2 separate regions of the Sus scrofa genome follow, and region 2 is linked to region 1. A link is a contact called in public Hi-C data. All regions are on one chromosome and are shown on one strand. Each heading gives the region's core, a stretch centred on a gene start, on an enhancer-like site or on the middle of the called end of the contact. The rest is flanking DNA. Distances are from core to core; before and after follow the strand shown. Region 1 overlaps LOC102165038 (a long non-coding RNA gene). Region 2 has its middle 110 kb from the start of TMEM174.

Region 1 (6,682 bases), core at 1,201-3,700:
TGGCTGTGGCTGTGGTGTAGGGCTGTGGTGTAGGCCAGCAGCTGTAGCTCAGATTTGACTCCTAGCCTGGGAACCTCCATATGCCACAGGAGCGGCCCTAAAAAAAAGACAAGAAAGAAGGAAGGAAGGAAAGAAAGAAAAGAAAAAAAATCCAATCAAAATGTTTTCTAAAATATTTTTCTAATTAGCACCTTGTCTCTCTGTGGTTCTGCAAATACAAATAAAGGGAAAGCCGAGTCCTTCATTTCTTCCCAATGTCACACGTAGCTCCAATACCGTGGAATGAAAACATAGGTAGGTTCCCAGTGTTTTAGGTGTTGGGGCTGGTGAGGAACAGGGAGCTAAGAATTCCAGGAAAGGCTGGGGATGGTCGCAGAGCAAGGTGGGAGCAGGTAGGGGTGTGCTGGACAGAGTGCTTTTGCCTCCAGGTGTCCACCTCTCATCCTGACCCCCTCACTGCTCGGCTAAGAGACCATCTGGGACAAGCGGAGCTGCTGATATGGGTTCATTATCACACAAAACACTGAGCTAGCCATCCACCAATGCTGCTCTTACTCCTGGGTGGCAAGAAAATGCTGAAATGAGCCGTTATTGAACTGTACAATGGTAGAGCCAGAAGGAACATTAAAGTTGTCTCTCTGGTTACAGGGTCCAGCTCACGAGGGGCTCAACTGGGAATGGAGTAACTCTGGACGCTCAATCCAAAGCTCTTGAACATGTCAATTGGTTTAGCAAGGGATTAGAGATTCTCTTTTGTAAGATTTAAACCTAAATAGTTCATGGTTGTCTATAACATCAGTTTAAGTCCAGGTCCCTAGAGCCCTGAATGAAGCCTGGAGCACTTTTGCCCGGACTGAGCCACAGAGACCCATGTCCAGCAGAAAGACAATGTGAACCACGCAAGTAATTGTATTTTGTTTGTTTGTTTGTCTTTTTGCCTTTTCCAGGGTCGCTCCCATGGCATATGGAGGTTCCCAGGCTAGGGGTTTGATTGGAGCTGTAGCCACCGGCCTACGCCAGAGCCACAGCAACTCAGGATCCGAGCCACATCTGCAACCTACATCACAGCTCATGGCAACGCCAGATCCTTAACCCACTGAGCAAGGCCAGGAATCGAACCCACATCCTCATGGTTCCTTGTCGGATTTGTTAACCACTACGCCACGACGGGAACTCCACGCAAGTAATTTTAAATGTTCTAATAGCCACATTTAAAAAAGGACAAAGAAACCAGTGAAATTAATGTAAATAAGAGTATACTGGTTATTTATTGCTGTGAACCAGATTACCCCCAAACTTAACTTAAAACACACATCTATCATTTCCCAGTTGCTATGGATCAGCACACACAGAAGCTTAGCTAGATAGTTCTGGCTCTGGGCTTCTTCTGAGTTTGCCTTCAAGCTCTCAGCCTGGCTACCTCATCTGAATTGACTGGGATAGGTGCTTCCAAAAAGCCGGCAGTTGGTTCCGGCTGGGGGCTGGGGTGCCTCCATTCTCCTCTGCATGACCTCTCATCCTCCAGGGCCTCTCTTCTCAATCAGGCATCTTCAGCTTAGGAGTCTGTTTTTCTCTGAGGACTGGGCTCTGAGATAGTAAGGGAGTAGGGGAGGGGGCAAGCTAATAAGAGAGGGCAGGAGCACCCAAGAGTCATACTGCCGTCTTTTCCTGATCTAATCTTGGGAGTTCCATCCCATCCCTCCTGCCAAATTCCACAAGTTAGAATCATTAGAATCAGGCCATCAAGTGCAGCCCACCTTCTAGAGGAGGGACTTACACACAGGCATGAATACCAGGAGGCTGGGGTCACTGGCGGTCATTTTAGAAGTGGCCACCACAAATATACATTGACCCCAATACACTTAAAGTATTAGTTAACATGTAAGGAATATAAATGTTTGAGATAGCTACATTTTTTTTTTTCATTCTAAGCTGGGGAAATGCAGTGTGTGTTTTATGCTCACGGCATCTATCAGTTTGGACAAGCTCCATTCCAAGGAGTGGCCACTCCATTCCAAGGAGTTTGGCAGTAGCCACCTGAAGACCCAAAGGCCAAAACCAAGGGGCCTTCCCTACCAGGAACTAAAGTGATTTTAGTCATCCAGCAGACCTGTATCAAGTGCTAACCACAGTGCGAAATGCGGAGATCCCCAAAGCAAGAAATCATGGTGCCTGTCCTTAAAGGAACTCGGCCAGAGAAGTACAAAGTTAAATTCTGAATCTACATCAACGATTCTGTTCCTCCTTCAGAGAGCTCTAGCCTCTGATGGGTTCTGGAAGAAAGTAGAGCTCAGCCTCTCCACAGTCCTGGGAAAGGTGGGTGACCTAGAGTCTGTTTGGCCCAGCTGGAGCCCCCAGCAATGACCGCATGCATCATTCACTCCCACACCCAGCCTGAGGCCATGTCTCCAGCCCTGAGCTGGAGCCCATATGTTGGCCTGAAATCCAATTTGCCTTGGACATGGAGCAAGTTAAATATTTGTTTAACTTGGTACATTGTACTTTCCACTCTTCTCCACAAGCAGGGCCTGTGGGGGAAGGAAGATGGAGGGGGTACCTGAATGACTTCAGACTTCTCGGGTGCTGTGGAGGGGGCTCTGAAGAAATGCTGGCACATCTCGTGGCGGCACCAAGCTTCACATATCTGTGACTAAACTGATGTGAGGGAAAAAATGTCCATAATTATTTTACCAGCTATGAATGGATTCAGCATCAGGGAGAATTATTTTTACTCTCTTCTCTGTCTTACCTCTGATAACGTAAATTTCTTTGCTTTTGCAGAATGTCCATATGTATTTGACTTACATCTTTTTCCACAATGTACATCCTGAAGTATATTTGTGATAAGTTATAAGCACCTTGAGAGTATAACTATGTAGTCAGGGCCTACTAGAAGAACTTTCATCTTCCAAACTAGCACTTAAATTCTATTTATTAATGGTGATACACTTGCCAGTCCAGCTTAAAAATTCCAGGTTTCACTCAGGGGAAATGCAATATACATTTCATTCGCAGTAGAGAAAAACAGCTTTCTGAGTGGTCTTCCCAATGCAAACAGTAGTCATTTATTTTACTTAAAATTTTTTCTTCCAGTTTTATTGTAATATAATTGACATAAAGCACAGTATAAGTTTAAGGTGTAGAACATAATGCTCTAACAAGCGTCATGAAATGATATACCATGATAAGTTTAGTGAACATCCATTATCTCATCTAGGTACAAAATTAAATAGAAAAACATTTTTTTCCTTGTGATGAGAATTCTTAGGATTTATTCTTTTAACAGCTTTCATCCATAACATACAACAGGGTTAATTATCTTTATCATGTTGTACATTACATCTCTAGTACTTATGAATTTATAACTACAAGTTCGTAACTTTTGACTGACTTCATCCAATTCCCTCTCCACCCAAACCCCAGCTCTGGTAGCCACAAATCAGACCTCTTTTTCTATGAGTTTGAAGTATAATTGATCTACAAAACTATGTTAGTGCCTGGCATATGATATGGTGAACTCCATATTTCTATATATTTCAAAATGATCACTAGGATAAGTCTAATTACCATCTGTCACCATACAAACATATTACATAATTACTATATTCCCCACACCATACATTTCATACCTATGACTCATTAGTTTTGCAACTGGAAGTCTGTACCTCTTAAACTTCCTAGCCTATTTTTCTCCTTCCCCCATACCTGCCCCCTGTGGCAATTACTTGTTTACTCTCTGAATTTATGACTCTGTTTCTGTTTTGTTATGTGTGTTCATTTGTTTTGTTTTTTAGATTCTACTTTTACGTGAAATCATACAGTATTTGTCTTTCTCTGACTTGTTTCACTTAGTATAATATCCCCTAGGTCTACTCATGTCATCGCACATGGCAAGATCCCACTCTGTTTTAATGGCTGAGTAATATTCCTTTGTGTGTATATGGGGGTGGGAGGGATAGACAGACAGATAGATAGATTGATAGATCTCACATCTTCTTTATCTGTTCACTTATTGATGGGCATAAGTTGGTTCCAACAACTTGGCTTTTGTAAATAGTGCTGCAATGAACATATGAGTATATACATCTTTTCTAATTAGTATTTTCATTTTGCTCAGATAAATATCCAGGAGTGGAATTGCTAGCTTGAATGGTAGCTCTATTTTAGTTTTTTGAGGAATCTCCATACTGTTTTGCACATTGGCTGCACCAATTTATAGTCCCACCAATAGTGCATGAGGCTTAGTAGTCATTCATTTTAAAGTCAGAGGAAAATTCATGCCTGTCTCAATGGGAAGGAATCAGTTTTACTTAGACGGTATCTGGAAAAATGATCCTGAATTCCTTTATGTCTTGCCTTCATAAAAAACATTTAGAAAAAAAAAACAAAACAAAACTATTTGAAGACAGTTTCAAGACTACAAATAAAATAATACATTTTTTACATATACAGCCCATCCCCCAATTTTTTTCACATACACATAAACTCATCAATGTTATAGTAGTTGCATCTTTAAAATGAAATGCCTTCTTTCCACAGAGTGGACACAGCTTTTTGTTTCTGTATTTAAAAATGTCATGATTTTGGTTGAGCTGCCATAGGCTGGGGCTCAACCATACAACCTGGAAAAACATTCAGGGGGTCTGGAACATAGAAAAATCCCCAAAGCTGTTTGGCTGGAATTTGGATGGTGAAATTAAAGCTTCTGTTCTGTGCAAATCTGCCCAGATTTAGTGTTTTACACTGCTCTGGGAGCCAAAAACTGACTGTGTCTAAGGGTCCCTCCAAGAATAGAAGCTCCCATACCCTGAAGTCAGGTAATATTAGAGAAAGAAATGAATTTTTAAAATTCCATTGTAAATGCAATTTATAGATATCTTTTCACATAGAATGGCTACATTCTGCAAGTACAGTTTGCTTCTGGTTTGGAGGTTCTGAATAAAAACTAAAAGAAGTAGCATTTTGGGGGTTTCTGTTGTGGCTCATCAGTTAATGAAACTAACTAGCATCCATGAGGACGTGGGTTCCATCCCTGGCCTCGATTAGTGGATTAAGACCTAGTGTTGCCATGAGCTGTGGTGTAGGTCACAGATGCTGCTGGGATCCTGTGTTGCTGTGGCTGTGGTGTAGGCCGGCAGCTACAGCTCCGACTGGACCCCTAGCTTGGGAACCTTTGTATGCCCTGGGTGTGGTCCTAAAAAGACAAAATTAAATAAGAAATCAAAGAAAATGCATTTTTAATTGGCTTTGAGAAGATCAGCATCCTCAAATATGGCATATTCGATGGAACACGTTACTATTTTTGCAGTTTTAGAATATATTCTAGCCAATATACATGTGTCTGTTTTGCCTGGATAGGTACATAAATGCAAGCACCTAATGTGTATAGTGGCAATCGTAAAAATATATTTCTTTTTTAAAAATATAGATCTTATTGTCATTAAATTCTAACATATCCCACAAAACAAATATTTCATTGCTGTAATAGCGCTGGCGGCTGGGAAAGATGGGGGATATGCCGCTCCTTGGAGAAACGAGAAAGTAGACCACATCTTTCAGCCCTTTCCATTCCAACTTGGGTTTGCGTCTTAAAAGGAGCAGCTGAGTCCATCAGCTAAACCTCAAAGCTTGAGATTTGCTTTGAAACTGGACCGCCTGCCATTGGCCGGCCCCAGCGACTACCAGCAGTCTCCCTGGGCCTCGGGTTCCCGGGAGGGTTTGCGTGGCCTGGTTCAGCGGAAAGTGGGCCTTCCCACTCCGGGAAAGACATGGTTTGCTGCCCTCTTCCCCTCTAGGCCCACCCTGCGACACGGATCCAGAGCTGCGCGCGCTTGGCTGGGGCCGTGAGACCACTGCCCCCGGCAGGCCCACTCGAAGGGTCGCTGGACCTGCGACCTGGACGTTGCGCCCTTCTCGGGACTCGCGGAGCACAAGCGCAACTACAGCGGGTCCCGACCCGCGCTATAAGACCTCCAGCGCCGCCCGCACAGCCCCGGCCGCAGGATCAGAAAGGGAGGCCCCATCCGCGACAAAGTCCCGGGGGATCCTGGCTGCAGTGGCTCACGCCCGGGGCTCCCCTATCGGAAACTCCTTAAAAAAATCCCAAACTCCTGGGGGGCGGCGCGGGCGGGCGGGGGGGAGATTCGTAATTGATGCCCAGGTTCCCACCGCTCACGGGCAGCGTCCACGCGGACCCCACGCCTCGGGGGACCAGCCGGCTTCCACGCAGGCTGGAGCGGTATGGGGGCCTCTCCGGTGGGGACTTGCGGGGCAAACAGCTTTAAAAATTGTAAAACTCCAAAGCGAATTTATCAAACTCACGAAGCTTCAACTTCCCGGTCCTTAACTTGCACTACCCCTTCCACGTCCCTGGGAGGGGCGCTAGAAAAACTCTGGATTTTGAATTGTGGTCTTTTTTTGACGCCCTCCCCCCCTTCCTCCCGCGTCACCCTTTCTAAGTTCGGACCCGCAACTCCCCAGGGTGGCCCTCCAGCCTCCCGGCCGCCGCCGCCGCCGCCGCCTGCAGGGACCCGCCCTCCTGCAGCGCGCTCTTTGGTTCCCGGGCCTTTTGGGGTGCAGCCGGCAGGAGTAACTCCGGAACACCACACTGACGTCTGCGAGGCACAGATTCAGGCTATGACGTCATTTTCACACCTCCTTTTTGGTTTGTCTCGCCTGTTTT
Region 2 (6,682 bases), core at 1,209-3,708, 59 kb after region 1:
ATTGAACAGCGAGGGGGTGGAAGGGCTTCACTCAGGTGACTCTTGGGGCTTTCAGGTGGACAAGAGTAAGACTCTGGGTTAGATGTCACACAAGCTGCAGGGTTTTTAAAGAATCTAGAGTGACTTCGGTTTCCCAGGGGCCTGTTTTCAAGTACCAAGGGAAAGCTGGAAACTCTCAGAACTATGGAGCATCCCCATCCACCAGCGCTATGGGGTGTTCTCCGGCCAGCTTGCCCAGCACCTCAGGCCAGGTAGCCACAGGATGCGGCAGCCAGCGTCCATGGGACTTTTGTGGATTTGGTTCCTGAGGTTGGCGCAGCGATTTTTAAAAGTGGGAGTGCTCAACCTCCAATCCCCGTGGGCCCAGCATCCCCTCCCCCAACCCCCCAGCGCCAGATCTCCTGGGCACCCCTGCCACCACCCCCCCCACACACACACACTGAAGGATGCCAACCCCACAGTCCTGGCAAATCCTGCCTGAGCCAGTCTGCTGACGTGTTCAGTTGTGTTGAATGTCAAGACAGAGGTTTGAGAAAACAGTTAGCTTTGAAAGACACCAGGAGAGGCCCAAGAGAAGACCCCTGCAGTCTGTTACACAGAGGTGACAGCTCCGGACAGCATGCTTGTTTATCCACCTCTCAGGTCAGCCTGTGCGTGTGTGTCTGTGTGTGATCTTTTTGCCTGTGCCCAGAGGTGAATGTGGGCTTTGTTGATAACAAGAGATTTTGACTGTGAGGGTTATCATGTGTGCATAACCTCTGGTGTCTGTTTGTCCAGGTTGAAAGGACACATATTGGTGTCTGGTCACGCACCTCATTTTGAGCCTTTCCTGGAACAGCTCTGTTCCTTGGGAAGGGAAAGCAGCTCCTGGAGGTTGTCATCTCTTTTGCTGTGCACAGCCCCATCTGTCATCTGCACCATCCCACTCCCTTTTCCAATTTTCCCTTCTGCATCAAACTGCCAAAGTCCATTTTTATTTTGATTCCAGCAAGGGGACTGACTTGCTCTGGTTTTTGGGTTTTTTTTAAATTCAAAAAAATTTTTTTTTTGATTTTTAGGGCTGTGCCTGGGCATATGGAAGTTCCCAGGCTAGGGGTCGAACCAGAGCTACAACTGCCGGCCTACACACAGCCACAGCAACGCAGGATCCAAGCCGCATCTGCGACCTACACCACAGCTCACGGCAATACCAGATCCTTAACCCACTGAGAGAGGCCAGGGGTTCAAACCCACATCCTCATGGGTCCTAGTTCTTTAACCCCTGAGCCACAAAGGGAACTCAGCTCTGTTTTAATAGTAAGAAACCCTGTTGGTTATAGCGCCCCCTACTGCCTGCTTCCCAGATGAGACTTCCTGGGGCAGAAGAAGAGAATCAGCCTCCCTTGGCTGCATAAAGAGATGTGACATTCAAACCTAGAGCTAAATGGTTAAACTTTGGCAGGCTTTGTGCAATGACCTATGAGGTCAAACTGGCTAACATTTTCTGATTAATCATTTGCGTGCAGTAACTAACACTTTAAAAACATGAAAGAGGCAAAGAAATGAAATCCTTTGCCGTCCTGGCTACCTAGGGAAATTTACTAAGATTCTGGTGAAGGTCCTCTTCCTCTGATGACATGGAGGTCTTCTCTTTGTAAAGAACTGCTGGCAACAGAGGCTTTTTGTAAACAGAATTCAGGAGGGAACTATGTCGTGATGGTGCGACTCTGAGCCTAGCATTCACTGAATGGCTGCCCTGCCGCAGGTCAGCCCAGAGACAGGGGCGGCATTTATCAAATCTGAAAGCCAAGGGCGAGGGAGTTCCAGAGCAGAGGAGGCCAACTATGCAAGTGACAGCCACTCTGCAAACATTAGGTGGTAAGTGGGATGCATCAGAGCTGAAGGAGAAAGAATGTGAGGAAACAGAAGGGTAGCTGAGAATGCTGGACATTCCAGAAGTGGGCTGGGGCAGGGAGGGGTTTTGGCTGAACCACAGGTCCTAACCCAGTCCTGCTGGTTTGAATGAGAAGTGAGTTTTCTATTTAAACTGAATTTCCAGGGGTGGGACACAAGAGAAAGAACAGAACCCTTAGCAAAAAAAAGAAAAGGGGGGGAGGTTGCTGACCCAGGGGCAGCTCAGTCCAGGGGGAGCTGCAGAGCCGGGGAGGGGGAGGGGCTCCCTGAAATGAAAAACCACCCAGTGGTCACAGCCTGGGTGGAATCCAAGAGGCCACTTGGCCCATGAAACGGTTTCTCTTCCTGCTTGCCACGCTGAGGGGACTCTCTTCCTATGTAACGTAGTAAATTCCCCTCCAATCTCAAAACACAGGTAACAGCTTGGCCCCGGTGAGAAATAGCTGGCTTCATGTTTCCCCCCAGTATGATTTCCTGTACATCCAGCGAGGGGCCCTGCCCACTCCCCTGCAGGGCTCGGGAGCCGAGCCGAGTAGGAAAAAACAAGGCTGATTCATGTTTGTGATTAACTTCTCACCTAATGCTGTAATCCCATCCCGAAGCCCTGGCCCAGCTGTCAGTGCTGGTCTGGGAACTCAGAGGAAGGGCGGGTGGCTACAGGTTTTCTGCACCAGCCTGGGTTCCAGCCACCAGCAGGCTGCTCAGGTCTCAGATGTCACTTCTTGCGGGGATCCCTTCTGCCTCCACCATTGGATTTTTCCCTCCAGATTACCTGGAGCCATTTTTTTATTTGCACCTCCATCACAATACTTGCCTTCTCTTTAAACCATTTCAGGGAGGTGCCAAGCTCAAGGCCAGAAGAAGGTTTAGGACTCAGTGGCTCACAGTGAAGTGAACTGCAGCACAGGATGCCTGGTCCTGGAAGACTGCACAGGACAGAAAAGAAGCCCAAAGCAAATGCTGGCCTCTCGCGTCTGCAACTCAGCCGGTCTGGCCCTGGCCAGCAGTGCAGATGCGACCTCCCTCGGCTTTTCTCAACAATAATCCCAGCCCCTTGTTATGATAAACTACTTGCTCCTTGCTCGGCAGTACATTCAGGAACTGGACTGCTGCCAAGGAAAACTCAGGAGCAGTGGTAGGACTATTGAAATAAATTCATAGCCTATGATAAATACAGGAAAAACAGTCCTGGTTAATACGCTTATATGCCAACACAATCGCATGGTTATTTAAGAGGAGGAGTTTTTACATAAATGTATGTGATTTTAATAAGGCTGATTCGTTTTTTCAAATAAGCAATTCACAACCTATTTAACCAAGTAGATGCCAGCCCTTCAGAGTTGATATCAATACTGTAGGAAGCTACAGCTGCCTGAAACAGTTCTATTCCTATCTGTGGAGGCTTTCAGAGCTAGTCCAGAAGGACCATTGGATCCAGCACTGGATAATGATGCTTTCTGGTTTCAAGTCCCAAATGGCATCACCCAACATGCTTACTGGCCACACTTGGCCTGCATTCTTTTTGAGGTTTCCAAAAATTAAATCCACCTTCAAAAAAATAAATCTTTGCTGCTCCTCAAGCATGCAAAAGACAGCTCTGTAAGTCCCGGATTTCCAGAGAGAGATTCTGAAGTTATTCTGAGCAAGAAAAACATCATTGCTGACCTCACGGGTGACTGCTGCAAATACGCAACAAGTTCTGATTTCTTTGTTTGAAGATCTGTCATGTCATTTTAGAATCAGAGTTCATCTCGACTCATCCTGTGCAGACTGTCATCAGGTTTGGTTTGCACCAAAGAGTTGACCCGCATCGAGGAATTTAAACCTTGAATACCAGACCCACTATGACATTTGGATCAGTGGGAGCCTTTGCAAATCCATATGAAAACCTGAGCAGCCCACACGGGGTGTTTCAGCAGCTGGCCACCCTGCAGGAGGTGCATGGAGTGAAATAACTAAAAGCAGCCTCTTTACTTCTAATCTGGCATAAATCACCCTGATTCGATTTCAAGGGGATGGGGTGGGTGTGCTGGAATGAAGGGCCAGCGCCCGCTTTCAGGAGAACCTTGGTGCCCTTCGTGTGGTGTTTCAGGCTGGGTTTTGCCTTCAGGAGAGCAGAACGCATGCCCCGCTTCCAGGTGAGAGTCCAAACACTCCCGGCACTAACTCTGTGCTTATTACAAATCAACCCCCCTAGGCCTGGTTAGGGGGGCGAGGAGCACCTCCGCTGGGCTCCACCTTGTGGGTGAGCTGGGCAGAAATTCCTGTTACGGGGGACTTAATTCATGTTGCCTCAGAAAGTCTCTCTTCTTTTTCTTCTCCCTCTTCCTCTCCTTCCTAAGAACACTGAACGAATGCAAGGACAGAAATTGACTGGGTAAACCTCCATCTGTGCATGAAGCTCAAGATCTGCTTCCTCCAACCCGCAGTCCCCTCCACCTAAGGCAGCAGAGAGAACTCTCAGCAAGCCCAGGACACCCCCAGCCCATGAAGCCCATCAGCTCTGTTGCTCTGTTTTTCTAGCGTTCACTTTCTAGACTCAAGGTGACTTCTGGGCTTTCAGGGTACTAAGACTCTGGCTGGCATGGCTTTGATGTGTCATGACCGGAAAGCAGGCACACATGCTGCCATCCCTCAGGGGACAAGGCTGCTGGGTTCTTCCCATGCTACAGGGGACCCATCAGCCTAGAGCTGCAGAAAGGGGGGCACTGTGAGGATAGAAAGTGACCGTCTACAACCAAAAGTGAAACCCATAAAAGGACATAATAAGAGCCTTTTGGAAGCCCCAGGGCCCTGTAACTTACACAAAACCACAATCAGGTCCATCGCAGGCTGGAGGCAGCAACCCAGTTGCCCACTGATGTTCTGTGAGTCTTACCATTGTGCGGGGTCCCATGGCTGCATGGGCAGCAGATGGGACTGTGGCCCTTGAGGAGCTTCCACTTAGAAAGGTTATGAGAGAGTGAATTCTGAAGCCAAAATGCTTGGATTTGAATCTGGGCCCTGCTATGTACACAGACAGTTGTGTGGTTTTGGGCAACTTATTATTATTATTATTATTTTGTGACTCAATTCCTCTTCTGTAGAAGGACATTAAAAATATTCCCTTCCAGAGTTCCCGTTGTAGTGCAGTGGAAATGAATCCGACTAGGAACCACGAGGTTGCAGGTTCGATCCCAGGCCTCGCTCAGTGGGTTAAGGATCCAGCGTTGCTGTGAGCCATGGTATAGGTCAGAGATGTGGCTTGGATCAGATGGGCTGTGGCTGTTGTGTAGGCCGGCAGCTGTAGCTCCAACTAGACCCCTAGCCTGGGAACCTCCATATGCCGTGAGTGCAGCACTAAGAAGACAAAAGACAAAAAAAAAAAAGTCCCTTCCAAAGAATCACTGTGAGGAGATAATGAGTGAATCCATATCCAGGCTTAGGACAGTACTGGACACATGCTTTATGAGGGTGAGCGTTAGCTGTTATTACCTGAACACAGAAGACCTGTGTCAGAAGTCAGAGCCTTAGGTAGGCAGAATGGGCTTCTAGGGAGGGGAGGGCCTGACTTAGGACATTGGGGCATCGTCTAACACTTTTCCTCTAAATGAAGCTCACCACCCACGACTACGGGGCCACCACTCTGCAGAAGGGCCTCTGGCAGCACTTCCCAAGCCCTTGATGAAGGCTGTGGACACCCACACTCAGCTGCTCACCTTCCGACCTGGTTCTTTTGCTCGTCTTTGCTTCCTCTGCTGGGCCACCTGCTGTTGAATCAGGCAGGTGATTTCAGTTCAAGTCAGCAGAGGTCTATTTCCATGGGAGGAGCTGTGGCAACAAAAACATGCATTGAACAATATCCATATTGTCCTCCAGAAGCTCCCCAGTCTGGTGACAGACGAGGCAGCAGTTTCCTAAGTCAATGTATTCGGAGAGGTTGTTCTGGGAGGGAGAAGAGGAGGGCTCGGATCAGGGACAGAGTGAGCACCTCTCCAAGGGTGACTTCAAAAGAGGAGTCAGGGCCAGGGTGCAGAGGCAGGGTGCAGGGGCCATGGCAGTCCAGACCCAAGACAGCACTCGAAGCTTGGCTTGGACCCCCCACTCTCTCTGCAAATACCAGGGGTGACTTTCTTTTTGTCTCCCTTGTCCTCCAGCTGCTCTGAAATCCCCCAGGATCTGCCAGGGGCCTGAGGAAGTATGTGTGGAGTTGGCCTGAGCCGACCAGCTGCTCTGCTGTGTGCATCGCAGGCCTGCTTGAGATGGGGTGGATGGGATGGGACGCTCTGGGCAGAAGGCACAGCAAAAGCAAAGGCTGCAGCAGGAAGGCCAGTGGAGCTGTGCGCACAGCTCTAGCTGTAAAGCCGGACCCCTTCTATCCATTAGCTCTGTCATCTGGGGAAGGCTGCTTTGCTTCTCTTGAGTTTTGATGACAAATTGGGCAGAATAATACCCAGGAGAGTATTTATGAGGATTGAGTGAGGGATATATACCTGAGGAATACCTAATAAGCCCCTACTGTGTGCTCAGCCAGAAGAGATTGTCGAGGTCCAAGCCCAGCTTTTCTCCTTCTGCTGTCTGTTTTTATAACACCCAAGGGCACCTGGATCATTTGCTGTCAAAGAAATCAGGGAACACAAAACACCTCTCTTTGAAATAGCTTTTGAAAAAAGAAGGCAGTGTTGGCCAAAAATTGGGCATGATGGTGTTGGTCTTTATACCCCAGCAAGAGTCCAATTGGGCTGTAGCTGTATAGACTTTCCTGGTGGGTCCCACTGCCACAGGAAGCAGGCCTCTGGCCTGGAGGAGA

The links. A called contact is a pair of places that touch in the nucleus more often than the background predicts.
Region 2: a Hi-C map of liver shows a contact between it and region 1, with 5 times the contacts expected there. The contact joins two enhancer-like sites. A contact is called at or near these places in 2 of 5 promoter capture datasets (fetal liver and liver) and 5 of 47 Hi-C or Micro-C datasets (fetal liver, liver and skeletal muscle).

Annotation. Positions count from the first base shown.
Region 1 is chr2:82,380,426-82,387,107 of Sscrofa11.1, forward strand. The region is part of intron 2 of LOC102165038 (a long non-coding RNA gene); the gene reads right to left. Among named protein-coding and RNA genes, the nearest start is that of TMEM174, 48 kb to the left of the region's middle. Within about 2 kb of position 2,451, at least 3 of the 83 cell types and tissues checked have an H3K27ac peak or open chromatin away from gene starts, as enhancers often do. A contact at or near this core is called in liver, where this site is marked.
Region 2 is chr2:82,439,478-82,446,159 of Sscrofa11.1, forward strand. No RefSeq gene overlaps it. Among named protein-coding and RNA genes, the nearest start is that of TMEM174, 110 kb to the left of the region's middle. Within about 2 kb of position 2,459, at least 14 of the 83 cell types and tissues checked have an H3K27ac peak or open chromatin away from gene starts, as enhancers often do. A contact at or near this core is called in liver, where this site is marked.